5 separate regions of the Mus musculus genome follow, and all the other regions are linked to region 4. Evidence: chromatin contacts called from public HiChIP or PLAC-seq data. All regions are on one chromosome and are shown on one strand. Each heading gives the region's core, a stretch centred on a gene start, on an enhancer-like site or on the middle of the called end of the contact. The rest is flanking DNA. Distances are from core to core; before and after follow the strand shown. Region 1 has its middle 68 kb from the start of Gm30158. Region 2 has its middle 11 kb from the start of Kcnj2. Region 3 has its middle 220 kb from the start of Gm30158. Region 4 overlaps Map2k6 (mitogen-activated protein kinase kinase 6). Region 5 has its middle 140 kb from the start of Kcnj2.

Region 1 (2,700 bases), core at 153-2,652, 980 kb after region 4:
AATTAGCTCATTCATAGACCAAATATCAGATCTCACAATTCTAGGGAACATGGGCTTCCACCACTAGCACCTCCTCTTTCTTAAAGACAAAGAATAGTTTCCTCCTAGTTGGATACAGGGCTGTAATTAGTCCTAGCTAACTGAAAGTAAGCAAAATTGCTCTGTCCAGTTCTTGAAACATATCCAACAGAAGGAAACAGTTTTGTCATCCAATGTACAATCTAAGCATGGAGCATAAGCAAACATTCTGGGATTTAAAAGAGCCTAAATCTTGTGGATGGTTACCATCCACCTACAGACAAGGATGTAAAGGATGCATGTTAAAGAAGAAGAAACAATGAAAATTAACTTTTATTTTCCTTTTTGAAAAAATGACTGGTGTGAGGCACTGTGTCAGGGTAGTACTTGGCGTGTAAGAATGGGGAGCTGAGTTTGAATATCCAGCTCCATGTGAAAAGCCAGGAGAAACAACAAGTGTTGTATGTAACCTCACTGATGGGCAGGCAGAGCCAGGACAACCTCAGGGGCTCACTGGACAGCCAAGCTGGTCAAGTTCAGCAAGAGGTCTTGCCTCATAACATAATGTGAAGAGTGACAGAGACATCTGACCTTGACCTCTAGCTTTTACATGAATGCGTGCCACCATGTACATGTGTGCCCCTCCCCACACACAAATAAATAACAATAACACACAAATAAATAAACAATCCCCAGGGGTTTAAATTTGTATGGCTTATCTTTGAATGTTATTCTGAAGTCTCCATCTGAAACTGGACTGTCCAAATGACTCATTTGCCTTTGATCTTTCTGGATTACAGTAATGTCTCTTGCAAAATCTCTGTAGGTCCAGGTGCTATATATGATAAGGTGAAACTTCACAGTCCTCTGGGCTCTAAAATCTTCTGTCTGAAGACATCTGTGGAGTTGACATTTTCCCCCCTCAGGAGTTAAATGGAAACCAGACAAAAATCAAGTCACTCGAATATAGCCACTGTATACTGTAAAGTGTGTCTGTGTGTCTGTGCGCATGTCTGTCTGTCTGTCTGTGTGTTTGCTCGTATGTCTGTGTCTGTCTATGTGTTCTTGGACAAAGGCAGCTATCTATTTACCTACTCGCTGTTGGTTTTTGTTGTTTATTCACACTGGATGAGAAATTTTAACAACTGAAGAGTTGATGTTTCCCTTAGAAACCAAAGTGATAGTGTATGTGATAGACTTGGAAGGAAGATGTTCAGGAGAACTTTTAAGGCATTTGTAAGCCTTTCAATGAAGGTGCTAGGAACTGAACTCAGGTCCCTTGCAAGATCAGCAAATGTTTTAAAAGCACTGAGCCACTTCTCTAGCCCCCAGAAACCGGAGGATTAAAGATGTTGAGCAATTTTCCTTGGTTATGCAACTCCGAACTAAATGGTGAAACCAAACTCAGACCCAAACACGTTCTCCTTCCTCTCTCAAGTGCTAAAAATACTTACTCCAATTCTGATATCTCCAGAGGATGAAAATGCAGCCTGGACATTACCTAAACAGACGTGTCATTGGAAAGCTTACCCTAACAATGGGATCCTGGCTTCCTGGAACACTTCAGTTGTTAAAATGCCCCTTTGAAGGAAGAAATTTTTCTCTTTAGTTTTATGCCAAAGGTAGAAGAAAAGCCTGCCTTGCCTAGGGCGGTGAAATCACTTCCTTGATAATTTCTACCTCTGAACCCTTCTCCTCCAAAGACTTATATCTTATTCTTCTTTGTCAAGGACAAGGTACAACTTAATGCCTTTCCATGGTTGAATGTGTTAGGTCACTAGAATTAGGTGTGTGGGTGGGGTAGGATGGTACTGAGCATATTGAGAAGTCTCTGTGATGTCTAGTGATGTGGCTATGTAGGGTATGTCTAGCTATGAATCAGGCTGTCCAATGAAAGATAACTAAAGGAAAATATTGAGTATAGTTCCTTCAGAGTCCTCTCTGTGTACCTAAAGCATAGATAATCTGTGAATATAGATGGGGTATCCAGGTGATTTCAGAATGAAAGAAGGTGTTGTTAATAAAGATAAGGTGTGGAAGTCTGGCCCATGCAAAGCAAAAGAATATGCTTGCGTATGTAGGTATGTAACATCTCTCCACTTAGATGTCGCATCTAAAGCAGTATGGCCAGGGGAGACCTTATTGAATATTTTGTACTTTGGGAATTAGTTTGCTGAAATTGATTGCTTAGATTTTATACATAAATCTGCCTTAAACACGTTTAACATGCTGTGTTTAGCATGGAAGCTGATGCAGACAGGCTGTGTGCTCAGCCTTGGGTTTTCCATCCAGTGGGACTATTTACCATCATTGATTGGGTTACTGGCTGAAACAGGCCTTTAAGTCCTTTGAAATGTGATCTCTTTCGCCCTCTGGTGGTTATTACATTAAAAAGTTAAGCAACGCACTGGATGGAGAAATCACAGCATAACAAATACTCAAATACTGGGGTCCCAGTTGGTGTAACCTTTAATTAAAAGCTACAGCCTTTGAATAAGAAATAAAAGCATTTTGTCCGTTTGCAGACTTCTGGGAAGTCAACTGTCTGCAAGTTTTCTCCACCAGGGCCAGGAAGTTGCCCACGCTGCTTTTGTAAACATAATATTCAGAGATCCCAGACATTCTGGCTTGACTGAAGAGGACTGCGCAGTGTTACATTCTCTCTCAGTATTTTGCTTGAAA
Region 2 (2,700 bases), core at 15-2,514, 590 kb after region 4:
TGTAATAGACCTTCTAGACGCCTTTGAAAGAAAACTCACTGGCAGATCTGTCTGAATTGGAGTGCTGCTGAGATCATCTGCACAGGCTGAAAATGTGTCCTGCAGGGACAAGGGTTTTGATACGAGAAGCATTAGTTATGAGGGCTGTCGTTGTTGTTGCTTGCAAGGAAGAGAAAGTATATTCACACTAGGTCATGTGTAAATCCATGCTGTTTTTACTGGCTCTTAACCCTTTTCCTTCCAGGAATTGTTAAGTTCCTCTGCAGTCATATATCAGCCCTTGGGTATGTTCTCACCAAGGGTGACTGTTTGACGGTAAGGCCTCTCTCGGTAGCCCAACAGAATAGAAGTCAGGTCTTGCAACTGGTTCCCTGGAAATTACGTAAGAGAGATAAATGCCCTGGTATTTCAGAAAGGAAATTATGAAACTTTCATCAAACATGGATTCATATGCTCTCTTAAACTCTCTTGTGAGGAAAAAAATGTTCTTGAAGGAGTATTTAATGAAGTCATGGATAAAGGTTTTTGCAGGAGAGAGCTTCAGGTCTTAACTACTAGAAATAGACTCCAGATCAAATTGTTTTCAGAGGGAGATCTGGAAGGATGTCAGTACCCAGGAGAAAGAAAGTACAAGGAGTGGTCTTTCTTTAGTCTATCCTGCTCTTCTTTATTCTGTTCCCCTTCCTTGTTGCTCTGGTCTCCTCTTCTCTTCCACTCCTCCCCAACCTCCTCTTCCCCACCTTCCTTCTTCTATCTTCCTCCTCTCCTCCTTCTCCTCTCTCCTTTCTCCATGTCTTACCTACAAGTCAACTCATTCAGAGTTGTTTTCCATTATGACAAAACATTCCCAAACCAATCTATTTTCTGCCCAGGCTGAATTGTTTCATCCTGTGAGTCTGGCTGTGCTTAGAGTGTCAGATGTGCCTGGTGCTTTTCTGGCATGTTCCACCGACATGTGACAGTTTTGGATGAAGCTTGAATCATGGAACCATTGAGCTTCATTTACAGAGATGCAAAAGTGTAGTCACAGTAGAGCACAGGCAGCCTTACCTGGATCTCTGCTACATTTGGGGTTTTATTTTATTTGAGTCGTAGAATAGCGCAGTGGCCACGGAGAGGGGACAGGAGTGGAGGTGAGTGACAGACATAAAAGGGAAGAAAGTAGAATACTGCAAGCAGTAAATGAATTTCTGTGTGCACACCAGTGAGGGAGGACCAGTGACTCATTCTGAGACCAGGTTTAAGGAGACTTTTAGAAATCTCCATCATGTTGCCTGGATTTCGCAACTATGGGGATACAGCATTGATGACTAAGCTCAAGCCCAGGGTGCTAACTGACATTGTGGCCAGGCCGATGTTCTGATCACTCCTAGAAAGAAATAGAAAGAATATTGTGATTGTGTTCTTCTCTATGGGGGCTGCCTGAGCTGCCTGTCCTTGGCTTGTGTGTTACTGGAAGGCTGAAATCATTTAGCCTTGGTAGGTGATTCAGCCTTCCAAAAATTTCTGAAGGAGGTGTCAGTATATATTTAGAATTCTTCACACTTTCAATGTAGAAGAACTGTGTGTGCAGGGTGCACTGGGTTAGTAGGCGACTTTTAAAGATGCAGATTGTGAAATGTAACTGGGCTTAAAAGCATCTTGAAATCAGATTCGAGGAAGGACATTTCTCAAATGGAGAATCTTTGAGCTGACCTTTTTTTTTTGTCACAACATAACATTGCAAATCAAAGCTTGGTTGTTCCCTTTCCTTAGTGGAGTTTTGCATCTCTCTCTCTCTCTCTCTCTCTCTCTCTCTCTCTCTCTCTCTCTCTCTCTCTAATGTATCTAGTATATCCCTTCGTTAATGTATATTAAAAAGGGATCTTGTTTTTACATAAAAATAATGTTCAAAAAGAGCAATAGCTTTGGGGTTTGACATTTTCCCAAGTCGGAAATCCATCATTTCTCAGGAAGCGATTTGGAAGCACGGCTGACTGCATGTGTTAACACATAAACAACGTTTAATCTCAGCAAATTCGAAAACCAGTTCTCCTAATTGGAGTTCTATTGGCCAAGGTGCCTTAACAGCCACTATGCTTCTTCGTGTATTTCAGCGAGCTGGCAGGGAAATGGCCAACAGACTGCAGAAAAAGGCATTATTTATAGTGTCAGTTCTTGCTTTGCGAAAACGTGGTGACTCAGTTATGCAAACCACATGAAAGAATAGACGGCTGTACAAATGAACGCTTCCGAAGAGATCGTTGCTGATAAAATACAATCAGGAGCTGGAGTGCTGGTGATAGAATGTAAGTCTGTTAGGGATTTAGAGTTCACTGCTAACCTCAGAAACAATTTCTGAAACACTTGCTTATGTGTGGGACTCATTTAAATGTTATGAACACTTTAAATGGAGACACTTCAGCTCGAGCAGGAGTACAAGAGAAGAAATTTCTGGATTTGATCTTCATAAGTCTATTAAAATATCAAAGTACTTATAAAATAGGCAATGCTGTTATTTGAAATTTTAAAATCATACCATACTCTTACATTTACACTGCTGCTACCAGTGCTGCAGGTGATAATTGGGCCTACCTCTTTTATTATGTATAGTTGTAATGTCTGTTTTAAAGGATGCAGCTTACACAGAAGGACCTTGGCTCTGCAAGGAAGTGTTTTTAGGGTATGGAAACTAGTCAATGCTAGAGAAAACCCACAGAT
Region 3 (2,700 bases), core at 52-2,551, 830 kb after region 4:
AATAAATTATAATATATATATATATATATATATATATATATATATATATATATCCTTGCCATTGCTTGTGGCTTAAGTCAAAAAGAAATATCAGTTCAGTCTCTAAGTAATGATGTTGCTTCAGTGATGGCTGGATCTCTCTGGTTCATCAGACAGTTTTCTTATTAATTTTTTAAATTGTAAAATTATATATATGTGTGTGTGTGTGTGTGTGTGTGTGTGTGTGTGTATGTGTATGTATATGTGTATATATGTATATATCTTTGGAAATTTGAAAAACTATGTATTTTGATGTTTTCATTCCTTACTCTGCCCCAATTCTTCTCCTATTTCCACTCCTAAACCCCTTCACTTCCTTCACTTCCTGTATGTATTTTTTAAGACACTGTCTCATAATAGATGTCCTGGTTCTCTGGTTCTTATAATCACCCCACTCTCTCTTTTGTGATGATCCCTGAGTCTTAAGTATACAATTTGTATTATAGGGTTGCGTTGTATTGTTTTATCCATAAAGAATTATATAATACCTGTACTTGTGGAGAGAACAAACGTGAAGGGCACGTTTATCTCCACAGAAGTGATTCGAATTGAGAGAGCTTCAGTAACTGAAGGTCACTTGCTAATGATAAGCATGGTGGCTGCAGAGAAGAAAAGTGGAGAGGCAATTCAGTAGTGGAGTGTTTGCCTAGCATTTGAAAGGAGCTTGGTTTGATCTCCAGAATTGGGGGTCGGGTAAGGTTGTTATTTGTTAGCACAGAAAGGAAGTAGGTAAATCTCAAGTTCTCCAAAGGGGTTATTGTCATGGAAAACTTCATATTATGTATATGCAATCTTAAGATGGTCCTTGCCATTGCTTATGGTTCAGTCTCTCAGTAATGATGGAGCTTCAGTGGTGGCTGGATCTCTCTGGCTCACCAGACAGTTCTCTTATTTTTTTTAATTGTAAAATTAAAACATAATTATATCATTTCCCTTTTCCTTTCATCCCTCCAATTCTTACAATATTTGATTTTCATCTCATATTTATCAGATCTTTCTCATCTTCATGGCCTTTTTATTATATATAGAATAAATATACTCCTAAATATATGAGATATATATATTCCTGAACATATAAATATAACCTGCTTAGTCATGTCATGTTACTTGTTTGTATATGATTTCACAACTGACCACCCACTTGGTATTGAGTAACCAATTAGGTGCTTTTTCTTGTGTCAGACTATTTCTCCCACTCTCAACAGTCCTTAGCTGCTTGTAGTTATTTTGGAAGAGGAAGTGGATAAAAATATAAATCTTGGAGGAACAGGAAGTCAGTTGTGAGATTGTGACTCTTACAAAGGTCAGGGAAGCAATCCCCATGAAGTCTCCCTAATGCTGCCTGAACAGGACCTGGAGAAAGACAACAGAAAGACATGTTAACATGGGAGGGCGATTCTCATGGATTCCCAACCTAGGAAAAGAACTATAGGTATGTGTCTTTGTTAGGTTTCTACTGCTGTGAACAGACACCATGACCAAGGCAAGTCTTACAAAGGACAACATTTAATTGGGGCTGGCTTACAGGTTCAGAGGTTCAGTCCATTATCATGAAGATGAGAACATGGCAAAGGCATGGTGCAAGCAGAGCCGAGAGTTCTACATCTCCATCTGAAGGCTGCTAGTGGAAGACTGATTTCCAGACAGCTAGGGTGAGGTTCTTATAGCCCACACCCACATTGACATACCTCCTCCATTAAGGCCACACCTATTTGAACAAGGCCACACCTCCAAATAGTGCTACTCCCTGGGCTAAACATACACAAACCATCACATTGTGTATTTTAAACACAGATATGTTCTGCATTGTCTTCATTCAGACTATTTCCATCAGACAGCAGAAAATATATCACATCCATGCTAGAATTTCTTCCTATGTTTTACACAACCAAACAAGAAAGATACTCTCCTCTCCTTAGTAGTTCCCAGTTATTCATCTTCACAGATAGCTTGAGTAATAAGTCTATTGTTTGGTCAATCCATGAAGATAATGACATGTAATATCTTTTTAAAGAAGGTCTTGTTATTTTTTTTTCCTAGTATAAATTCACGATTAGCAGAAAACAAAGCTCATTCCATCTATTGCATGGGTTGAAAACTAAAATGAAGCTAGTATCAAAAGAACAGAGAAGCAACTGAGGGCAGGTGACAAAACCAACACAACACACAAACACACACACACACAAACACACACACACAAAACAACACACAAAGGACTATCTTCCCTCCATAGTGAAATACAGATATTGCATGAAGAACACAAGAGTCAAGGGTCAAAGGTGTTTTAAATTTTTATATATCTGATAACGTAAAAGCTTGAAGGCATTTGAAGGATGGGAACTAAAACTAAGGGCCAATGAAATGGCTTTATACCTGATTGAATATAAGTGGTATCAGAAAAAAAGTTACTAATGGGCCTTTTACAGCGTGAAGAGAATCTGTAAGGAAACATTAGGTTAATTGCTCCTGCTGTATTCAGCTGAGCTTATGTGACTATCAGCTGGTCTTACATATATCTTCCTGACTTTATAGACTGACTAGTGAGTTGGCTTGCAATAAAGGAAGAACAGAAAGGAATACAAGCACATTTGAGCACTCACTGTTCTCTACTGACTCCACGGGATTCCTCGAGGAACCAAGTCAGTGTGTGTTTTCTATGTA
Region 4 (2,700 bases), core at 53-2,552:
GTCTGAAGACAGCTACAGTGTACTCATATAAAAAGAATAAATAAATAAAATCTAAATAAAAAACCTCAGCCCCCCAAATATCCCCCCCCCCAAAGACTAGCCGGACTGTTCATCGGTCCTGTCTCTTATTTTTCATTGATTGCAGGGGCCCCTGCACACGTCAGCAGTCAAGACATGCATGTAGCAGGTCCTGCTGTTGTTTTCAGGGGTCGGGGACCTTGTAGAACAGGGATCTAGAGACAGAGGTGGTACTTGCTGTAGCCAGAGGTGAGGACTTGAGTCGCACTCTTATGGAAGCTGATCAATACCTCTACTTGACTGGACGGCTCCCTGGGGTTCTAAATGAGCAGGCAAACAGATAGACATCAGGAAAGCTGCCCAGACTATATCCAGGCCCATGCTACACTTCACATAGCCCAGTGAGGGAAGTGCGGGTCAGGACCCAGGCACGCCTGGCTCCCTTCTGATCTCATTGGAATATTGTAGCTTATTTACTTGCTCATTCTAAAGTTCAGTGTCTCATCTGCACAGTGGGAATAACAACTCATTATGCAACCGAGAGGTTAGCACAGGGCGTATCTGCACAGGCCTTGCGTTGGGCCATGTATTAAGGGTACTGACTAATCCCCAGCTTGTGCACAGTAGCAAATGAATACACAGATAACTCTGTAGTCTTGTAAGAGGGAGGGAGAGCAGAGGAGATAAGGGATGGCGGGCAGTTTGTGAGAATATGATAATGCTAAAATGCTAGAAGTCAGTCAGTCAGTCTGTCAGTCTGTGTGTCTGTCTCTGTCTCTGTCTCTCTCTGTCTCTCTGTAAGTCTACCTCTGCCTCTCTGTCTCTGCCTCCCTGTCTGTCTGTCTCTGTGCGTGTGTGCGTGTGTGTGTGTGTGTGTGTGTGTGTGTATGTGTGTTGCAGAGGAAAAAAACTAAGATATTCCAGGACATTACAGGTTGTAGATGCAGCCTGGACCAAAGGAATGCAGCCCAGACTAAAGTTAGGTGTCGTGGTTGGTTGGTGCTACTGGCCAGCTTGAGGTAGAATTCCTTGGGAAGGCTTTAGATGAGATGGGCCTATGAGTGTGTTTGGGGGATTGTCTTGAGTGCCTTAATAGGTCCAGGAAGACTGACTGAAAGGAGGCAGCAGCAGTCCTTGGTAGTGTCCCTCTGGGCCGTGTGAGAGTCGAGAAAGCTGGCTGAGCTCTAAGCATGCATGCATTCATGTCTCTCTGCCCCTAACTGTGAACACGATATGATCGATATGATCGGCTGTCTCATGCTTCTCCTGCTGTGGCTTCCCCATGGTGATAGACTTTGACGCGGAAATGGGAAGCAGCACCACCCGGTCTCCTCAGAGTTCTTTGTTGTCAGGGTATTTTATCATAGCAATCGAAATGAAAGCAAGACAAGTGTGTTTGGGGAAGAGGGCTTCCATCTAACTGCCTCTTGGTTATTCCTTGTGTGTGTGTGTGTGTGTGTGTGTGTGTGTGTGTGGTGTCTGTATTATATTTTTCACTGTTCAAGGAAGGGAAAGATTTGCTCTAGCTCACAGGTTCCTGGTAGGGAAGGTCTGGCACTAGGACTCTGGATCTGCATAGACAAATCAGCAGAGAGCTTGAGTCAGTAGTGGGGCTAGTCTAAAATCCCAGATGCCACCCGTGTGTTGCTACCTCACCCAAATAGTCCCCATTTCCCAAGATTCTACAACATTCCAAAAGAGCGCCAGTAGCTGGAAACCCCTGAAAGTGGAATTATTGATGGTTGGGGGCCACTAGGAGCAAGTGTTCTTAACCACTGATTTCATCTCTCTAACTTCCCCTTCCCCCACCCCGTGACTGCATGAGGAGAGTGTAAATTATAGGCCCGGGGTGGGGGCAGTTTGCAGGGAAGTGTGGGCACATTTTGCAGAGAAGAGACCTGGAATTCAGTCTTTCAATCTCAAGGGCTTATTCACCCTTGTAGTCCATTTAGGCCACGAGGGAAGTTGGCTACTCCATGTGTCCTCCCAGAAGCCTCTGGGAACATCACCTGAACATTCTATAAATTAATCCAAACGTTTTAGGAGAGATATCTGTGGGTAAGGCATCAGAGCACTATATGTCATTTTATATTTCACAACCCCGCTCACTGCTAAAAATATATTAAAAATATATATCATATTATATATATAATATGTCATATATATACATATATATATAATAGTTTAGCTATCTGGGGGCTTTTTATTAAAGGACTTAGTGAGTGAGTGTCCTTCTGGGATTATACATCTCTCTCCTTAGCTCTTTCATGTCCATTTGCTTTTATTTCCAGCTTGTGAAGCCCCGTGGGCCTGACACCTACTATCCATGGCTGCCTCTAAGGCTCTTCTCTTACCTTACCTGTTTGCCCCTTGGCACATGTGAAGAACAGGGACTCTTCTCAGAGTCTCAACCCCTGGGGTGGTATTGGCTTCAGTTCCTTCCTTCCTTCGTTCCTTCGTTCCTTCGTTCGTTCGTTCGTTCATTCGTTCCTTCCTTCCTTCCTTCCTTCCTTCCTTCCTTCCTTCCTTCCTGTCTCTGTCTCTGTCTCTGTCTCCTCCCCTCGCACCCCTCCCCTCCCCTCCCCTCCCCTCCCCTCCCCTCCCCTCCCCTCCTCCCCCCTCTTGTTTTTTGCTTGTTTGTTGTTATTGTTTAGCAAAGCCTCTGGTCCAACATGGTAACAA
Region 5 (2,700 bases), core at 64-2,563, 750 kb after region 4:
AAAAAACCAGGGACCATGTTTGAAAATGAGAAAATTACATTAAAATAACCAAGAAGATCAGCAAAACATCATCAAAACTAACACATCCGCTCTCGGTTTCAGCAAGATGAGAACAACATTGATATTTGTTATTGAAGCAGATTTGCTAAGCCATGAAGTAATCTTTATATATTAAAAAGTACAGATACTTTGCCAGGTACTGTGGAATTAATCAGAATATTTATTCCACAGGTTTATCAGAAACTAAGTTCAGAAATATGGACCAGTTAAACAGACAAACGGGGTGGGGGTGGGGCTGCAAATGTTTAAATAATGGCTTAAGAATATTGATTTTATAAAATACTAAGTGACTTTTAAGAATGTTGGTTATAAAGTTGGTTGTCAAGGATTATTTGAGGGTTGAGAAACTGCTTTGGGAAGATTGTGAAAGTGTTAAAATGGGGCTTCTTGGGAACAGAATCAATTTTGGACAAATATGCTTGCCATAAAACCCAGTGTCTTAGTTAGGGTTTGACACTGCTGTGAATAGACACCATGGCCAAGACAACTTCCATAAGGACAACATTCAACTGGGACCAGCTTACAGTTTCAGAAGTTCAGTCCATTATCATCGAGGTGGGAGCATCGTAGGGGGAACTGAGAGTTCTAAACCTTCATCCGGAGACTGCTAGGAAAATACTGTCTTCCAGGCAGCGAGGAAGAGGGTCTTAAAGCTCACAGCCACAGTGACACACTTACTCCAAGGCCACACCTCCAAATAGTGCCACTCCCTGGGTCAAACACTACACCCAGGAAACCAAAGACTGAATGGAATCTCTGTCTCTCTGTCTGTTTGTCTGTCTGTCTGTCTGTCTGTCTGTCTGTCTGTCTCTCTCTCTCTCTCTCTCTCTCACACACACACACACACACACACACAAACACACACTTTGATCTGTGAGCAAATTCAGATGCTCAGTGTTTGAAGAGACACCTATCCTTGTTAAGATCAAACCATCACATGACAACATGAGAGCTGAAAATCAACTGAACAGATAAAGTGGACATGCAATTTCAGGACAGAATAAGTACAGAACCCAAGGAGTGGAGAGTTGGAGAGTCTGATAACACCCTCCCCTCCCTGCAACCAGGGATAAACCAAGAAATGAAAGCTGAATGGTTAGTGTCAGCATGCTAACTCTATCCCAGAATCTCTCTCAGTTGACTGTGCTTAGGATGAGAAAGGGGAAGAAAAAACTGCTGCCTCTTTGTGAATAAATGATGCTGGAACACAAAGAGGAAGCACCAGTGTGGAAGCCAGCCTTGCCTTTGCCATATCAGCTCAAGAGAATTTGGAGCATACCATGGGATCCACAGCAGACTATGGCAAGGCTGGCTTCCACACTGGTGCTTCCTCTTTGTGTTCCAGCATCCTTCTATCCTGCCAGCACTTTGTCTGCCCATTGCCTTTCATGTGTCTTTCTGGGTGTCATTACAAATCTGAATCCAAGGACTCAGCCTCAGCCTCAGGGATTTGATAGAGATCTGAAATTATTTGCAAACTGTGTAACTCTTTCTTTTCTTTTCTTTTCTTTTCTTTTCTTTTCTTTTCTTTTCCTTTCCTTTCTTTTCTTTTCTCTCCTCTCCTCCTCCTCCTCCTCCTCCTCTCCTCCTCCTCCTCTCCTCCTCTTCTCCTCCTCCTCCTCTTCTCCTCCTCCTCTTCTCCTCCTCCTCTTCCTCCTCCTCCTTCTCTTCTTCTTCTTCTTCTTCTTCTTCTTCTTCTTCTTCTTCTTCTTCTTCTTCTTCTTCTTCTTCTTCTTCTTCCTCTCTCTCCCTCCCTCCCTCCCTCCCTCCCTCCCTCCCTCCCTCCCTCCCCCCTTTTCTTTCTTTTCATTTTTGTAGGAAGTAGGTTCAAAGATGGGACAAATGGTCCCAAAGGATCAACTTTCTGTGTGAAGCTCACCACCTATAATCTGACTCTATGGGACATAATCCTACACCTTATTACCCGTTGATCCCTCCAAGATTGGCTTGGGTCTTTTTTCATCTCCTGAAAATGTATCCTGCCAATTTTATGAGCTAACCTACACTCTATCTGTTCTTTAAACAAGCAGAGAAAGGAGGGGCTACCTTGTCCAAGAAGAAACTGTCTCTTTTGCCTTCAGGTCTTAGACACTATCCTCACAGTGATCAAATAGCAGCAGCTTAATTCTGTGGCACCGGACACTAGGTGTGTTCACATGTATGTGCAGGTGCACATGCACCTATGTTCATGGGTGAAGATCCTGAGCAGATGTCTGTGTCATCTTCAGCCTCACCTCACTCTATTCATTAAGGCAGAGTCTCTCACTTGACCCCAAATAGCCAGCTTGTTTTGGTAATCCCTTGGCTCTGCCTCCTAAGTGCTAGGATTACGGACTGGCTGCCTACATGGAGATCCTAATTCAGTTCCTTATACTTCTGTGGCAAGTGCTCTAATCACGGAACAAGTCCCACAGCCTGGCACCTACTATTTTTAAACCAACCATCCTTTTTTAAAAATAAATTAAAAGCAGTAAGTGTCATGTGAATGGAACTAATTAGAATCATGTGAATCTTCAAAGACTGCCACAGCACTAGAGGACAAGTAAGAAGGACTCGGGGGCTTTCGAATGCAGCCTTTGTCGTGTTTTATTAAAAGATAAGGAAGGACTGTGTGTTTGGTGGAGGTGCAATATAGTGTGG

The links. HiChIP or PLAC-seq counts read pairs in DNA pulled down with a chosen protein or histone mark.
Region 1: an H3K4me3 HiChIP or PLAC-seq map of bone marrow-derived macrophages shows a contact between it and region 4, with 5 times the contacts expected there. The contact joins two enhancer-like sites. A contact is called at or near these places in 1 of 484 Hi-C or Micro-C datasets (bone marrow-derived macrophages), 1 of 115 datasets of contacts at active chromatin or transcription factors (bone marrow-derived macrophages) and 1 of 9 other capture datasets (macrophages).
Region 2: an H3K4me3 HiChIP or PLAC-seq map of bone marrow-derived macrophages shows a contact between it and region 4, with 6 times the contacts expected there. The contact joins two enhancer-like sites. A contact is called at or near these places in 2 of 39 promoter capture datasets (hippocampal neurons and liver), 2 of 115 datasets of contacts at active chromatin or transcription factors (bone marrow-derived macrophages and stem cell-derived neural progenitor cells) and 2 of 9 other capture datasets (liver and macrophages).
Region 3: a contact with region 4 is called in an H3K4me3 HiChIP or PLAC-seq map of bone marrow-derived macrophages, with 5 times the contacts expected there. The contact joins two enhancer-like sites. A contact is called at or near these places in 1 of 115 datasets of contacts at active chromatin or transcription factors (bone marrow-derived macrophages) and 1 of 9 other capture datasets (macrophages).
Region 5: an H3K4me3 HiChIP or PLAC-seq map of bone marrow-derived macrophages shows a contact between it and region 4, with 4 times the contacts expected there. The contact joins two enhancer-like sites. A contact is called at or near these places in 1 of 115 datasets of contacts at active chromatin or transcription factors (bone marrow-derived macrophages) and 1 of 9 other capture datasets (macrophages).

Annotation. Positions count from the first base shown.
Region 1 is chr11:111,443,594-111,446,293 of GRCm38.p6, forward strand. No RefSeq gene overlaps it. Among named protein-coding and RNA genes, the nearest start is that of Gm30158, 68 kb to the right of the region's middle. Within about 2 kb of position 1,403, at least 11 of the 459 cell types and tissues checked have an H3K27ac peak or open chromatin away from gene starts, as enhancers often do. A contact at or near this core is called in bone marrow-derived macrophages, where this site is marked.
Region 2 is chr11:111,054,102-111,056,801 of GRCm38.p6, forward strand. No RefSeq gene overlaps it. Among named protein-coding and RNA genes, the nearest start is that of Kcnj2, 11 kb to the right of the region's middle. Within about 2 kb of position 1,265, at least 32 of the 459 cell types and tissues checked have an H3K27ac peak or open chromatin away from gene starts, as enhancers often do. A contact at or near this core is called in bone marrow-derived macrophages, where this site is marked.
Region 3 is chr11:111,289,515-111,292,214 of GRCm38.p6, forward strand. No RefSeq gene overlaps it. Among named protein-coding and RNA genes, the nearest start is that of Gm30158, 220 kb to the right of the region's middle. Within about 2 kb of position 1,302, at least 27 of the 459 cell types and tissues checked have an H3K27ac peak or open chromatin away from gene starts, as enhancers often do. A contact at or near this core is called in bone marrow-derived macrophages, where this site is marked.
Region 4 is chr11:110,462,764-110,465,463 of GRCm38.p6, forward strand. All of the region lies in intron 1 of Map2k6 (mitogen-activated protein kinase kinase 6), which reads left to right. Among named protein-coding and RNA genes, the nearest start is that of Gm39446, 13 kb to the right of the region's middle. Within about 2 kb of position 1,303, at least 41 of the 459 cell types and tissues checked have an H3K27ac peak or open chromatin away from gene starts, as enhancers often do. A contact at or near this core is called in bone marrow-derived macrophages, where this site is marked.
Region 5 is chr11:111,209,453-111,212,152 of GRCm38.p6, forward strand. No RefSeq gene overlaps it. Among named protein-coding and RNA genes, the nearest start is that of Kcnj2, 140 kb to the left of the region's middle. Within about 2 kb of position 1,314, at least 5 of the 459 cell types and tissues checked have an H3K27ac peak or open chromatin away from gene starts, as enhancers often do. A contact at or near this core is called in bone marrow-derived macrophages, where this site is marked.